Regions from separate parts of the Zea mays genome. Here region 2 is linked to region 1. A link is a contact called in public Hi-C data. All regions are on one chromosome and are shown on one strand. The core of a region is the stretch at or near the end of the contact, and the rest is flanking DNA. Distances in the headings are between cores, read along the strand shown.

What was found. A called contact is a pair of places that touch in the nucleus more often than the background predicts.
Region 2: a contact with region 1 is called in a Hi-C map of tassel, with 2.8 times the contacts expected there. The contact joins the enhancer-like site here to the promoter of LOC100279534 in region 1. A contact is called at or near these places in 2 of 25 Hi-C or Micro-C datasets (ear and tassel).

What each region holds. Positions count from the first base shown.
Region 1 is chr3:44,253,344-44,258,831 of Zm-B73-REFERENCE-NAM-5.0, reverse strand. It overlaps LOC100279534, which reads left to right and starts at 2,422. Exons shown (of 16, transcript NM_001152532.1): 1 at 2,422-2,611; 2 at 2,716-2,829; 3 at 3,000-3,095; 4 at 3,286-3,525; 5 at 3,635-3,813. The coding sequence starts at 2,518.
Region 2 is chr3:44,468,338-44,473,501 of Zm-B73-REFERENCE-NAM-5.0, reverse strand. No RefSeq gene overlaps it. Among protein-coding and RNA genes, the nearest start is that of LOC111591156, 69 kb to the left of the region's middle. Within about 2 kb of position 2,636, at least 16 of the 20 cell types and tissues checked have an H3K27ac peak or open chromatin away from gene starts, as enhancers often do. A contact at or near this core is called in ear and tassel, where this site is marked.

The sequences.
Region 1 (5,488 bases), core at 1,173-3,672:
AATCTAAGCCGTCCGAGGGGGCACCAACGGTCACGACCCATCTCCCTACCCCGACACTGTCAGGGCAGAGCCGCCGGAATCCCTGCGGCCGTGGAGCTCACCGGCGCACCCAAAGTAGGCGACCTAGACCTCTAAGTTCAAATCGGGCAAAGCTACGCGAAGGAGATGGAAAAATAGAGTTGTGAAGTGGTTAATCACCTCGGTACGACCAGTCGAGACCCCAGCCCACGGAGCAGTGTGATGGCGCGGCGGTGCTGCAATTCCGGTGAGGAATTACCATCAGCCGAGTGGTCCCTTCTTGTCGCGAAGACGACCGACAACCCCAGGAAGACGAAGCATAGCTCCCTGCCCCAGCCCAAGGAACACGACGCGGACGCCACCGCAAATTCACAGTGGCGGCGGAAAACCTCCGGTCCTAGGCGAGGCGCGTATGGCGGCGGTTTATAGGAAGGGAAAAACAAAGGGCGACGACGTACGCATCCATATATAGGCCGCGCGGAGGTTGCCCAAGATCATCAGGGAAGTCAGATTCTGTTATTCCCCCACGGCGCTCAAAAAAATCCGGGCGGCTTCTGGTTCCGGTCCGAGCGGCACATGTGGTGGGGAAGGAGGATCTGGTCAAGGGACCCCACCTGTCGGCGTGAAGTATCACCAAGGCGCATGCGTGTGACTGACAGCGCGGACCCCGCGATCCAGTGGCCCAAGGCGAGAGCAGCGAGCGCGTGTGTGAGGATAACGGCTGGGTTATCTGTCAGCGTATAAGGGGGACGCGGGTTATGGGCCGCGCGATCTAGGAAAGAAGGTGGACCGGAAGCAGAGAAATCGGCCCATGGAACAGTTTGGGGAGGGGTATTTCTCTTTTTTCTGCTTTCTTCTTTATTCCTAATTCATTTGAATTTAAATTTTGAATTCCACTTAAGTGCAAATTCAAGTTCACGTTAACTATGCAATTTAGTCACACCATCATGTGGTGAAGTTATTCAATTTTAATATTATTTTATATTGAATAACTTTACATTTTTATTCCCAAATTCTAAGATTTGAATTAGGTTTTAATCCTCAATTCACATCATTAATGTAACCTTATTAATATTTTCTTTATTATTAAATGCACAAACAATTAAACTCCAGCATGATGCACAATTTAATGACTTTTATTAATCCTTTGTTTTTAAATGAGGTGTTCACTTGTGATAGTAAGTAGATACAACACACACATATAGATAAAAGGAAAATAACTTTTCTCCTTTTATATTATATCTACAATTTGGGTATTACAAAGAAGTCCAGCTGGAGCAGCTCCAAACCGAGAGGCACCCACACTAGGCGTCAATCCGAGAAGGGCGAGGGAATGCGAGTGTCCTCCCAGCCCTGGATCCGCCGAAGCAACACAACACCACCACCAACTTCGTAGCATATGCCGACTGCTGCCACGCTACGGGCCTTGGTTGTTCAATATCTCAGACCTGGACTCCTAATCGCCAAGATAACCTAAGCGTGGCAGGCGCCACCATGTTCTCCTCGACGGCACGCACGGAGAAAGGCTAGGAGCATGACCAACTCGCGCCGTACCCACGTCGACGAGTGTTGGTCGGCCGGTTGTGACCGTGGGCGAGGGCAGCAGGTTGGGAGGAAGAACAGTGCGAAGGCCGGAAAGACAAACGAGACGTCCGACGACGGCGAAAACTATGGTGCATGCATGATGTGAAACGTCCTCGTGGACGTGCAATAGCCACTGCGAGAGTCAGTGTCGGACTGGTGTCAGACGGATACAGGGAGGAGGCGCATGCTCCTACGCCCTCTGCCGAGAATGGGGTGGCGCAGAGGTGGAGGCATGAGGGGAGAGAGAAAAGAAGTAGAATGGCGAAAGATGTGGTGGCAACTGAGACGAAAACCATCATTATCGTGCAGAGGTATAGATGGCCAAATGGCTCGTGTCTGACGAGCCAGACCTATGCACGACCCATTTAGTAGTGCCTGGGCCAACCCGACACAAGCGTCGTGCGGTGCTTGGGCCGTAGCCTCGGCCCGTAGTGCTGGCCCGGCCCGACACAATTATTTTTTATTTTACAAAAAATCATATATACATATGTATAATTTATATTCAATATTATAAACACCTGAGCATGATGTTATACTCGTTAGACATCCTACACCGTTTTTTAACATTTTACATTGAGTTAATTTTAAAGAAATGTAAGGATTTTTTTTTGTAAAAGATGATGTAGGACGACTGTTGAAACTAGTGTTTTAAGTACAGTAGAGATTTATAGAGCGAAAATGACTTTTTTTAACATTTATGCTGAGTTAATTTGAAAGAAATGTATGATTTTTTTGTAAAAAGATGATGCAAGACGTTGAAACTAGTGTTTTAAGTAGAGATTAAACCGTGTTTTTTTATTTTTTATTATCGACGGCCTAGCCTGAAGAACAGTAGAACTCAGACTCGAGCGCTCCAAAGCGAGCCACCGCCGATCTGCTCCTCCCTCTTGACCCTCCTCCGTGCGCTGCGCAGGCATGAGGCGCCTCCTCGGCGGCTCCCTCGTCCTTTGTATCGCCGCGGTGGTGGAGTCCAAGCCGCCTCTCGACTCTCTGGGCATACCACCGCAAGGTTCAACCGGATCTGTCCACGCCTGCACTGCTATCTTTCATCCCATATTTTTCTGTTGTCTTCTGTTGATGTGGTTCTTGATTCAACATTTCTCGGGGTTGCAGATGAGGCGTACTACATAGGCGGCGTGATCAAATGCAGGGACGGATCGGGCAGGTTTTCCAGGGACCAGCTCAACGACGACTTCTGCGACTGCCCCGACGGCACCGACGAGCCCGGTACTGCTCATTCTCCTTGCCTGAAAGGATTTCTCTATTCTGGGCTACTGTGGACGCGTTGCTAGTCTTAAATTGCGAGAGATTTAGGATCTGTCATTTAGATTTTTGTGTGTTGTGACATCACTATGTGTTTGTTTGTTATATAGCTGAATTATGACTCTTGCATGCAGGGACATCTGCATGCCCTGAGGCGAAATTCTACTGCAAGAATGCAGGCCACACTCCAGTCACGATCTTCTCGTCACGAGTGAATGACGGCATTTGTGGTAAGAGCCTAAGAGGGTCATAGTTATTGGCATTGTTGGGTTCATTGTTTACTTGTTTTGTTAAAAAATATGCATGTGCAAGGTACATACTGTGAAATTCATTGGAGCTCTTGATTCATGTATCGTAGCTCTTTTGCTGAATTTCCGCTAGGCGACTAATTCTCAGTATCTGTTCCTTCCCACCTTCTAGATTGCTGTGATGGGAGTGATGAATATGACAGCAATGTCACCTGTAAGAACACTTGCTGGGAGGCTGGAAAGGTGGCAAGGGAGAAATTGAAGAAGAAAATTGCTACATACGAAAATGGTGTTGTTATTCGGAAACAGGAAGTTGAAAGGGCAAAAGAGGCTTTTGCTAAAGATGAAGCAGATTTAGCAAAATTGAAGGGCGAAGAGAAAATGCTCCAAGGACTTGTTGATAAACTCAAAGGTTTGGCCTTTGTATCCATTGGTCTCGAGCCATCTGTCAAAGTGTGGTATATGGAACAAATGCATGGTTTCTGTAGCTTTGTTGTTGAAATGTCTTCCCATCTCTGTAGAGCAAAAGAAATTAATAGAGAATGCAGAGGAAGAAGAGCGTTTAAGAAAAGAGAAGGAAGAAAAGAGAACAAAAGAAGAAGATGAAAAGCAAGCTGCTGTTGAAAAGGGAGCGCTTGATGCCTCTCGGGATGTAGATTCTAAGGAAATTCATGATCATCTGCAAGAAGGTGAAAACAAGGTTGGCATTTCGTTCTATTTTATAGTTGCCTTCCTATTCACCTTTTCTTTTGCTGATTACTCTTAACTCAGTCTGAAAATTATATCTTCCTTCTCTGTGACATTAAATAATGGCCTTAAGTTGGGTGTTAGGCTGTTAGCATGCCAAGCATGTCTAACACAAATTTAGTGTGCTTATTATCAAACAACTGTATGCATTTGAGTATCAAATTATTTACATTAGTAATCAAGATCCGTACTTGGTTTAACTTCACAGTTACCTTATATATCATTTGTTATTCCACTTTGAAACAACATTTTAAAGTGTTACCTTATTTTGAAGCTCCCCATATTCTCTGGATATTGGTGTTCCATTATTCTTGTTTTGTATCTTGTGGAATCACATTTCACAAGGATGCTCCAATACTGTGAAACATAGAGATTACAACCATTGTGAACCATATAGGTTGTGTTTTGGTTGGCACCCTGGCCTGGGGGCCTGCACCTAGGCAGGTCGATCTTTTTTTCCTCGAAAAGTGCAGGAGAACTGCGGCCCATTATATTGTAGCAGAGGGAGAAAGGGCCAAAATAGGACCCTGGATACAAGACACTCCTTACGGAGGCCAGAAACATGCATACACAAAATAGTCCATAGGGACACTAAAAAACAACCCTTTGAAGATCTGCCCTAAGAAATAGAGAGCGGTGCAGCTGCAGCCAGATAGGTTAAACCCTTGGCACCAGCAAGTTGCCATTTCTCCCTCTCCTCATGTGCAAACTGCAGGAGAAGAGTGAGATCAGGAGAAACTCCATCAAACACCACTCTATTTGGGTGCCGTTTGGTTCATATATTTGTAACGCAATAGGTAACTGATAACGTTAAATCATGTTTGTTTTAGTCCAACCGTAATCAGATACCACACTAAAAATTGATACCAGCCTATTCAAATTTGTTACCGCCAGTAATCGAGCGTAAACCATTACCGTTACCATTTGCGTTACATTTCTTGAACCAAACAGCACCTTGGATGCTTCCAGATCACCCACACTCCTAAAGAAGGGAGTGAATCCAGACCTTTCTTTCTCAAACCAGAAACCTGAGCTGAAGCTCTCTCCCACCAAACCATAAAATAGTTATCACCTTGATGAGGGGCTAGACTGTGCAGGCCACACTTTCTTAAGATGTTGTACCAGAAGACTCTAGAGAAAACATAGGACACCAGCAGGTGATTGATTGTTTCGGATTCTTGGTCACAGAGAGGGCATCTGGCTGGGTGGTTCATGCCTCTTTTTGCAAGTCGGTCTGCAGTCCATCATTTGTTCTGAGCTACCATCCACAAGAAGAACCGACACTTAGAAGGAGCCCAAGATCTCCATATCTGTTTATGGTGAACAAAGGCCCTTGAACCATAGAAGAGACCATTGTATGCAGTTCTTGCAGAGTAAAGATCATCAGAAGCAATAGAAAATATATGTCTATCCTCAATATCAGGCTGCAGCACCAAATCAGATAGAGCATCCCAGAGGTGCAGATAATCAATCAGGGCTCCCACAGTCAGAGCTCCCTTAATATCACCAATCCACTTATTTAGTAGAACTTCTTGCACAGTTCTTCTGTTGGTTATTCTATTTGGTATTGTGCTAAACAACCTTGGTGCAAAATCTGAAACCCTTCTTCCATTGATCCGAAAATCCTG
Region 2 (5,164 bases), core at 1,387-3,886, 210 kb before region 1:
TTTATTATTGAATATCACTAGAAATATATGATATATTTATTTATCATATAAATATTTTTAATATTTTAAATGATATATATCATTTTTCTAGTATATTATTAAACTTAAAAATCATTTTTAATTAGTAATTAGTGATAAAGTTAAGTTTAAAATGATTTTATGGAATATTTTTTTCACGAATACGGATAGCATCGGATGTTTCATGGTTTTTTCGAATACGAATATGAAATCGGATAGAGAAAAGTACTATAAGTCGAATTCGGATATATCCATTTGAAATCCATATTGAAATCGAATACGGATACGGATACCCATATTAGCAGTTCTAACGAATACGAATACAGATAATTCGAATTTCCAGACATCCATTTCCAGCCGTACTTGTTACTAGTAAGCCATCAAAATGACCGTTACTAGTAAATTCAAGTCATAAAAATGTCTGTTACTAATAATTTATCATTCATGCCATGGCAATATCTCCACCTTATCCTCTCACAATTTTCCTTGTATCAGATAAATGGGTCCACCCAAATATTCTAGCATGGTACCACGGCAACATCATTAGTATACAGAATAATTAGTTACAATTTTACTATATATAATGGCACATATTAGTAATATTACAAAATCAATACTGTTTAGTCAATATAATTCACACTATATTTGTATAACATTTCTATTACTTTGACCCCACATACGCAATTATAAGTGACTCGTCAGTGCATGACGAGACAGTGTATATATATATTCATCCGCAATAATCTTCGACAAAAAAAACCCAAACCAAACCATAGTTACGAGTTACGACATCATAATTATATATCCCGTTGGGACAGCGGTTGGAAGATCACAAGTGCGTGTCACCTCCACCAAACATACTCAAGGGAGATCATGGATATCTACGGTTTGGCGCCGCACATTCGCCTCCTTTTTCGTCTCTCTTTGGTCATCATCACACACATACGTGTAGAGAGGTCCATATAGTGCATTTGCACATCGATCGCACTGTTAAGTATGTTAGGTGTGTACGTACGTGTCTGGCATTTTGGCACGCACCATGCAAGTCTGATAACACACGTACTCCCTCTGTTTTTTTTATTTATCACATTTTAATTCAAAGATAAATTAACAGACAATAAATATTCGAGAACACAACAATAATCCACCGCACAATAACCGAGAAGGTAGCTGGCTAGTGAAACGGCGCTATCCAAATCTGACGCAAATAGGATATGATATCGACTTGACTGTAGGTGAGCAGTGTGAGCACGTGGATGAGTCCAAGGTATATATAATAGATATTTATAGGAGTACATTTGATTAATAGTTTTTAGCTTCTGGTCACCAAAATTGCTACGAACTATTAAACGATCTATTTTTTAGCTAGTTAATATAAAAATCAATTTGCAAAAATCATCTAAAATCAATATAAACACATGATTGATCAAATCATTGTAATAGTAGAAATTCATCACTTTCTATATCTTTAACTCAACGAATACTTTTATCTTTCTTCACACGGTACTTAGATTCTCTCCAAAGCTAGATTTTTCTTAGCTAAATTCTCAGAAAAAAACTGCTCATAAAAAAGTGAACCAAACGTGTTCGTAATATCATCTACGCAGTGCACACAAACAGGGGATGATCTGGACTAGACTAGTAGTGGTACTCGTACATGCATGGATGGTCGTTGTACTCGTTCCTAGCTACGGAAAGCACGAGATACGATCTCAGGCAGACGAAGCAGCGAATGACGACCGTGGCGGCCGACTAGACGATCAAGACGGGGGCTCTCGTGGGATGAAAATCAAGCCACTAATGGGCGAACCATCCTCTGCACCTGAGCTCATGGTGGCTTATCGCCCAACAGTTGTTTGTTCCGCTTATATTAGGATTAGTTTGGAAAGTTAAATCTTCCTTGTGATTGAAGAAAATTGAAGAGAAAATTGGTTCATTTCCACCTCAATTTCCTCCAATCTCGAAGAAGATTTAAGGTTCTCAAACTAGCATTTAGGCTTAAAATGCATCACGGTGACTATGGAGTCCGAGCCCTTTCTCGGCGAATGAATGAAGTCCTTTGTCGGTGATGTCAGTCTGGACATTCGGGTTAGTCCGAATTTTTGGGCGGGCTTTTAAAAGTTCAGGCTTTCATAAACAATATCCGAATACATATCTATCTAAACTAAGCCTGAAAATTCAGCTACCCAGAATATTCGGGTTCTGGTATGAGTAGCCTGTTATACCCGATTCCAAACAATATGCAATATATTAGTTATTCAGATTTATAAACAGCATATAGTATATTACGACAGCAAATGACACAATATTTAATATAAACAGACAACAAGCCGGCTCAATAAAGCTACCAGCCAAGCACAGTGCACACGTCCACGGCCTGACAATCCACTAATTGATTCTCTAGTCTCCACACAAAGTCCCACACTCAAAGTCCAGCAACTCAGCAACACCATGGGCGCAAGGCAGGCATGCAACACATGCGTCCAGGCGAGCAGCAAAAAATCAACACAGCAGCCAGCACACTGCACGCGTACAAGCGGTATAGTCCTCCAGTCCACTCTACTGTCCACACGTCTAGGTCCAGCCAGTTCTAGCAGCACACTGCACACATACAGGGGTCTTCTCAGTTCTCTGTGTGGCGTCGTGGCCAACTGCCCAACTGCCCGGTGATTCAGGCCCGCTCGGGTCTGGGGTTGGGGCTTAGCGCATCGGATTCGGAGTTTGGTGGGTTGCTTTGGGTTTGATGGACCCGAAAAAAATTCTAGTTCTATGGGTAGTTCGGGTCTCACAGTCTGTTACTCGATTAAACCCAAATTAAAATCGGGTATTTAGTTTCGATACCCGCTGGAACCATTCGGGCATCGGGCTTCGGACCAAACGAGTATGAGCTTAAGTATTGCGAGTTTAGGGCTTCAGGCTCGGATTTTATGCCTAGGTTTAGATGGTATGCAAAGTTGTACCGCCTGCGGCTCTCAAGGTGTTCAGAGTATGTCTCGCCTCGGGTATATATGACTGGATCTTGTGTTTACCCGCACTTATCCGGCCTACACCGACCTCTGAGCCGTGTTGGTTCCCACATATACCGCAGCGTCTTTAGGTCTTCAATGACATGTGGATTGTCCTTGGGGAGTGGAGTAATCTCGTCCAGCGGGAGCTTGGTCATCGCAAAGTTTTGCATCAAAGTGGCATAGACCGATTGCCCCTGGAATTTGACCATCTGAATCTGGTCATGGACATCCCGCCCACTCTAGTGTCGGTCTTCTTGGATCCATCGTCTTCTCGTCGTGGAGCTATCTGCCCCTGAGGATGGCTGCTCGTCTCGTCTGGAGTCCGCTACGAACACGAACTCAGCCCCCGAGTATTTAGGGTCTGAGTCGTCGCAACTGTCTGAGTCGGTGCGAAGTCCGAGTTCAAACAATTGCTATGGTGGATACCGTGCCACCATGCAAATTGGATCTAATCGATCTGAAACTCCTGATGCCGAAGTCATCGTGGGCGTCAAGTGTTAACCTTAGGTTCCCAGGCATGTCGTTATGAAGTGGGGGCATGCCGAGGAAGATTTCCGAGATCATAGGGGCATCAGGCATTCAGGCGCATGCTAGCTTGGGATTCCCCAACATGGCACCGATGAACTTGAGGTTGCCGAAGATCTCCTATATATCCTGATGTGAGCTTATTGTTTCCATCAAATCTATAGTGACCAGCATGATCACCCCTACCAGACGCGCCAACTGTCGAGGAAATTTCCATAATGAATTTATAGGGTGGATCATGAGATTGAGAACTAAAGGTGAATGCACAAAACAAGAAGATATAAATAGGTTCGGACTCTCAATACGAGATTACCCTATGTCATGTGTGTTGCAGTATGTATTGCCTTTACAATATGATCAGATGATCTATCCTGGATGGGCGCTACCTTCTTATAGTCTAAAGAGGTGCAGTTGGTTAGAGAAAGCCTATCTAGAAGCTGCTAGATAAGGATGGAGATCAGTCTAAAACGACTACCTTCTAAAAGCAAAGGGGACTTATATTATCTTTATATGTGGACTCCCTTATAAATCAGGATATGTTGTTGTTTCAAAGATATCATCCCTATCATGAATCATCATCTTCCCTTGTTCATGTAGGTAGACCATGTTCTAACATGTGGGCTGAGTACCCTAGTGTTTGAGTCTGAGTTCCCTAGACAGAGTCTGAGTTCATCGAGTCCATAAGTTAGCATCCTCATTGTTGGAGTGTCTTAGGTACCCCTGGTATATATGCTTAATACCCGGTACAACTACACCAACACACGCAAGTGTCGATAGATATAATGGTGCATGCAAGCACCAATGGTTTGAGAGTGTCTAACCTCACTTTAGTCAACTAGGCATAACCTAGAGCAAGCGCTATTAAGCGGTCTAACTAACTTATGCACTTTGCGAAGCACTAATGCTGAAGGAATGGAGTGTTAACTCACACTATGTTTCTCATCACCCATAAATGAAAAAAAAATGCTAGATGGGGTGGTATTTATAGGCCCAAGCCCAAAAGAGCCAATAGAAAGTGGTGGACTTTTCTATACCACGCCAAACATGTCTAATGTGCCACTAGACACATCTTCTGCCTTCCACATCATATAACTATTATGAGCTAGCCGTTGGCGACTATTTAGCCTCTATGTATCTGGTGTGTCACCAGTGTGACACTATACATGTTTGGTGGGTTATACCTAGCCCGATTTCACTTTGCAACCCTTACTAGGTGTCGTATCCGGTGTGGGATCCAGTGTGCCACTGGACACATCCGGTGTGTTGTAGATGCTAGTGTATGTTCTACAAGGCTTACCGATTTCCCTATCTGATGTGTCATCTAGTGCACACATACACGTTTGATGGTTATGTTGATCATCAAACATCAAAACCTTTAATTAAATGGGCCACAGACCATTTTCCTTGCAATCCCCATTTGCAAATGCAAACATCTAAGGCGATGGAGATCGTGCGCCCCCTCTTTTCCCCCCAAATTTGATGAAATGTTTTACTCAATTTTACATGTAAAAGAGGAAAAGGGTTGTTGAAAAATAAAGCATGGAAATGAAGAGGGAAAAGGTGTAAGGAAAATGGACCCCGGGCCATTTGGCTCAATAGGTTTTGGTGTTTGA